Regions from separate parts of the Hordeum vulgare genome. Here region 2 is linked to region 1. A link is a contact called in public Hi-C data. All regions are on one chromosome and are shown on one strand. Each heading gives the region's core, a stretch centred on a gene start, on an enhancer-like site or on the middle of the called end of the contact. The rest is flanking DNA. Distances are from core to core; before and after follow the strand shown.

Region 1 (2,751 bases), core at 125-2,624:
GAGGAAGAAAGCGCGCACGTACGTATGCATATGCATATACGCACGCACGCACGCGTGCGCGCGCTGCCTGCAGACGACACGACGGGTCGACGGCGACGACGACGACGACGTCGACGACATACTGCGCTACACAGTCGAGTATAACTTGGTTTAAAAAGGTACGGACAGAGATCAAATCAATGCTGCTGCAGAGATCAGAATGCTCGCCGATCCCAACATAACCAACCCCATCTTGATCCCCACAATCGGCGATCGATCCCCACCCAGCCCCAGGAGAGAGAGAGAGATTGGAACTTTCTTGATTTTTTTGTTCATGGGGAAAAAGAGATGGGGCGGTGAGCAAGAATTGAGAATTGGGGATTAATTAGGGAGAGCATGTAACTAATTAATTACCTGGGTGAGGAGGGCGAGCTCCTCGACGCCGAAGGAGCGGGCGACGGTGAGGGTGTCGAGGGCCAGGTCGACGGCGGCTGCGCAGTGGGTGTGCCAGCAGCCGCGCTCGCCGCACCCGGGCCTGGGCTCCCCCTTCTGCGGCACCAGCGACACCTGCCCGCTGTACAGGAACTGGAGCACCAGCAGGAACACCTCGTAGCTCACCGAGTTCACGGGTATCACCGCTCCCGGCGCCATGGCCGCCGCGGAGGCCGAGCCGGAGCCTCCGGCGCCGCGCGGGGAGGAGGCGGATGCACCGGAGGGCGAGCGCGGGCTGAGGTGGTCCATGAGCACCGCGCCGGGGGAGCCGGCTGCGGCCGCGGCCGCGGCCTGGTCCGCCGCGGCGCCGCAGAAGAACTTGCGGAAGAAGAGGCTGCGCGCGGCGAGGATGCAGCGGTGCGCGTGCACCAGCCGGCCCTCCACGCTGAACGTCACGTCGCTGAAGGCCTGGCCGTTGATGAGCAGGTTGAGGTAGTCCATGGAGAGCGACTTGAAGGTGTCGTCCATGGCCGCCCGCCGCGCCGCGCCGCACCAGCTTCTCGCTAATCCTCCTCCTCCTCCTCCTCCCTCTATCAGTCAATTCGGAGAGAGGGAGAGGAGGAAGAAGAAGCTGGATGAATCAGATCGAGCTAGAGCTGCAGCTGGAGCTCGAGGGAGAGGAGTGGAAGAAGCCGTTGGCGCTGCTGGCTGCTTCGCTCGTCTGCCCCTTCTGCCGGCTGCTGCTGCTGCTGCTGCTGCTGCTGCGCTTGTTGTTGCCCTCCAATCTCGTGCTGCATCGCCCGATCTCTTTTGATCTTCTCTTCTGTCTGCAGTGACCACTTCTTCTTCTCTCCCCTCTTCACTTCTGTCTCTCTCTCTCTCCCTTTCTCCCCTTTATTTATGCAGTATTTTTCGACGGGTGCTCGTGCTGGTGCCCCTCTCTCTCTCTGTCTCCAAAGGTTATATGGAGGCTTGAGATTTTTTTGGGCCTGTGTTGGGGGGAGGGAGGGAGGGCAATATGGGTGGCTGGCTGGGGACATGCATGAATAATTGGTGGGATTAAAATGGGAGGGGCGAAATTAACCGTACATATATGCCAAACAGAGCATGTATGTGTCTACACTTCAGGGGCCCGGAAAAATTTGGACCCAGAGAGAGTGGGAGCCCCCCCTCCAATTGGGGTGGGGGAAAATTAAGTGTGCCATGCTTTGACTGATGCAAGCCATAAATCATGTGTGATTGAAGTGTCTGCTTGCCTTGGAGAGCAGAGCTAAATTAAAGACGATGCATGTCTGCCTTTACATGAATTAAGGCTACGGTGTTGGGTTACACCATGCCCCGTCCGAAAATACCAAGGTGAACATAGTTCCACACGCACCCGTGTTAGCAGCAAAAATTGAGAGAGAAAAAACTACTAGGAAAAAAAATCTGACATTTCGAAGCATCAAACTTGGTTGCCATTCTTCTAACGTGTGCAGTTTTGCGAAGAAATGCATGACACCCATGTTATTCTTAGGGAAGATAATACAATCCTGACGTTATTCAAGGATCATGGGTATCATTTATTCAAGAATCTTCACACGTTAGCAGAATGACGATCAACTTTCATAACCTAGAATTTAAGAATTGCTTGATTTTCTTCTAGTATGTTTTTATCTACTGTTCTAACTGGTGCGCATGAAACCATGTTCCAAAAATTCCTGTCCATGCGCTGCCCTACAAATAGTGTAAACTCCAAATTATACCCTTCATAGAGCCATTGCAACCTCAAAATTTTACTTTATAACTGGTGCAAATGAAACCAAGATTTTTTTCATTTATTACATCACCACCAATATATATTTTTAATTTGTGTGAGCATATGTGTAAACAAAACTAAGAATTAATTCTCTGTCCGTTTTTGTACTAGCTAGATGAACAATTACATAAACACATTTCTTTTTGTTTTACATTAAAAAAATTGTAAATAAAATGCGAATTAGTTAAGTCTCACTTGAGTAAGAGATAGACGTCGTCTCCATGGCTAGTAGGAGTAGTAAGTGATTTGATCGTATTAGAATTTCAACATTTTACATTTATTATATTCATGCAGGGTGCCACTTATCCCCGCCCTCCGTCCCAAACTAGGTTATCGTTATGCCACCTACAGAGATGTCATAGCCTCCTACGTCCTCCTCGTCTTTCCAAGTCGCTTGCATGTCATAACCCTAGCCGAAAAAGGGTTTACCCCCGCTTTGTATGACAAAGCAACAAACCGAAATATTCAACGATAGGTGCTGGGACGAAAGTAGCACAATCACGTTCAAAAGAAACGACATAACGTATCATAACCCTAGCTTC
Region 2 (2,751 bases), core at 74-2,573, 410 kb after region 1:
TTTGAATCTCTTTATCGCCACCGGTCTGCTTGGGCTTGTCAGTTGGCCCCTGTAAACGAAGGCGGAACCTCCTTGCCCGAGCCTGGTTTCCTCGGCGAAGTTGTTGGCCGCGCGCGCCAGCTTATGGTAATCAATGTGCCCGAGGCCCCTGGCGAGAGCTCTGCATCGCTTCTTCCTCGTGTATAGCTGCCATTGATGGACGCCAACAAAGACGCACACGATTGCAATAATAACTCCAATAAACGGTCCAGTCACCTCTACTGCCAGTTTCGACAGGTTCTGCCTCGCAGGCGGCGGAACCCTGGGGCTCTTCAGCGTAGGCCGCCACGGCGGCGGGGGCTCGGAGGTCGTCGGTGCAGGCGGCGAAATCTCGGAGCCCGTCGGTGCGAGCGCGGGCGCAGGCGCAGGCGCAGGCGCGGCTCGCGGATCCAAGGTGGAGTTAAATGACCATGACATTATTTGGTGTAACTCGACGGCCAAACCAGTGGCACCTGAGAAGCCGATGGCCACCACATTGGGCAAGGCCTGCCTCAGGTCAACAGTCGTGTTGACACGGTAAGTCACGTCGCCGATCTGGAGAACGGCAGCCAGTAATTTCGTGTCGTTGCCGTAGCTGATATCGCAACTCATCAGGAAGCCAGACGTCAGGTTCCTGTCAGGCACGTCCGCGTTGGTGTACTCCTGGGAGACGATGGAATTGACGTCGATGCCCATGTGGCTGCCGCTGTGGTCGATGCCAAAGTTGAAGTACGTATCAAACTCAACCGCCACGACTCGGTCGTCGCCGGTCGCGACCGTGCCAGCGGTTGTGTTGAAGAGGCCGAGGTTCCCGCCGCCCATGTCGCGTTTGACATTGGGAATGCTCGGCGGAGGATAATGCCCAAGGAAGAACGTCAAGCCATCGCCAGTGTCATTGCTTGGCGGGATTTGGAAAGTGAAGGAGGTGGTGAAGCGGGCGAGCTCGCCGGTGACGGTGTCCCACAGCGGCACGGGCGTCGCGAGGTACGCCCGCCCTACGCTGTTCCGGTTGTCTCGACCCACGCCGTTTCTCGTGAGCTGGATCATGTGAGACTGGGTGTCGTAGTATGCGTCACCCTGGAAAAAGAAGTCTTGGGCGTCGTAGTCGGGATCGGACAAGTCGGGGCTGAAAGAAATCGAGAGGGTAGCACGAGGCAGGTGCAGAGACCATATGGAGTAGCAGAGGAGGAGCATGAAGATGTGTATTTGGTAGGAGAAGCTCACGGCAGCAGCCATTTGCTGCGGCGTTGTTTGGAAGCTCGCCAACAAAATCGTCCTATATAGCTCCTCATCTCGACGAAATGGCCCCTAGTAACGTCCGTTAGACAGAATGGGGTTGTTAATGAGCCAAATCTTTCTGCTGAATCTCCTAGGTGATAATCTATCGGACCAAGTCTTATATGCGGAGTAGTGCTACTATGTTCCATCGGACTAAGTCTCCGAGGCATACCATGTTCGTTTCCTTGTTTGGGCTTTATCCCGTGTCAAAATCTGTGAGGCCGAATGACACACAGCCCGCTTAAGTTTCCCGGGCGACGCCCAAGGCCCACTTTACTACCATGTAATTTTGCTGAAAGCACAGCCATGAAACTCAAAGCAGTGCAAGGGGGACAGACGTATGAAGCGGCATAGGTATCATCGACTTGGAAATGCTATTTACATCCTCGCATAGCATTACTAAGGCCCAACCCAGCCCAACCCACATGGGCATCAGTGACAGCGCTGGAGGTTAAGGCAGAGATTTTTTTTTTTCTTTAATCTTGCGTGGTCTCTACCGGACTCGCATAAGTTAGCAGAACAGAGACAGCCTGAATATATTTAGCAAAAGAATAGAGCTGAGGCAACGCACATCGCACAGCGTAGGCCACCTCAGACAGGTCAAGAGAGTAGGGTCTCCGGCCTTCTACCTGCCCCTCCCCCTTTGCTACCTCCTTTCACCGGCGGCAGCGCATCTGTAACCCAACTTGGTGTCCTGGGACTCAACCATAGAGCCTCGCCGGTGTCTTTGTGCTTGAAGTCGGGGGCTTTAGGTGACCTCTGAATTTCAAAGGAGATAGAACAATCGTTAGGACCAGCTGAGGGAAGGAAAAATAAATCATGACGAAATGTTCCGAGGCTCACCTTGTCTACTCGGTTGTCCCACCAGCTTTGAGGACTTTCCACCAGATTCTGCCACGATTCCGCTGAAAGCAATGTTACGCAGGTCATCAGCAAAGAGATGCTCACAGGCTGTGAGGCTCAAACTACCGACTAGAAGAATATGCAGGTTCCGCTAGAAAGACTGGCCAAAACACAGTTCAAGAAACATGGCCATTGTAAGCGATATAACCTCCTTGATTTGCACGATTTCCAAAACGCGAGATTAGAGTGTCATGGATACTACATGGTTGATGGATGTTTGATTGTGCATAGGAAAAACGTAGGAATGTTTCCAACAGATTGGAGTGGATGAAAAATTCCTGTGAAATCCAGTGCAAATAAATGCCAAGGAAAATCCATATTGTTTTCTATGAACCGAACAGGCCTTGTAGGAAAAGTTTGTACTGATTAGAATCCTCAAACAAAACATTGAAAATCCATAGAAACAAAGAGGCACTGCATGTGGTTAAGGAACCAAGAAATGCATGACGGTATTTATAGAAACTCAAAAAAGAACACATCACAAAAACACAAGTATAGAAGAAAAGTTAGTTAGATACTCGGGCTCAAATAATCCCATTGCAAAAGGAGGAG

The links. A called contact is a pair of places that touch in the nucleus more often than the background predicts.
Region 2: a contact with region 1 is called in a Hi-C map of leaf, with 2.1 times the contacts expected there. The contact joins the promoter of LOC123440933 here to the promoter of LOC123445486 in region 1. A contact is called at or near these places in 3 of 6 Hi-C or Micro-C datasets (leaf and seedling).

Annotation. Positions count from the first base shown.
Region 1 is chr3H:595,908,054-595,910,804 of MorexV3_pseudomolecules_assembly, forward strand. LOC123445486 (BTB/POZ domain and ankyrin repeat-containing protein NPR5-like) reads right to left here and starts at 1,375. Exons shown (of 2, transcript XM_045122474.1): 1 at 394-1,375. The coding sequence starts at 939.
Region 2 is chr3H:596,320,264-596,323,014 of MorexV3_pseudomolecules_assembly, forward strand. LOC123440933 (L-type lectin-domain containing receptor kinase IX.1-like) reads right to left here and starts at 1,324. Exons shown (of 3, transcript XM_045117470.1): 1 at 425-1,324; 2 at 1-307. The coding sequence starts at 1,254. LOC123445488 (protein OSB2, chloroplastic-like) reads right to left here. Exons shown (of 8, transcript XM_045122475.1): 7 at 2,140-2,201; 8 at 1,638-2,055. The coding sequence ends at 1,897.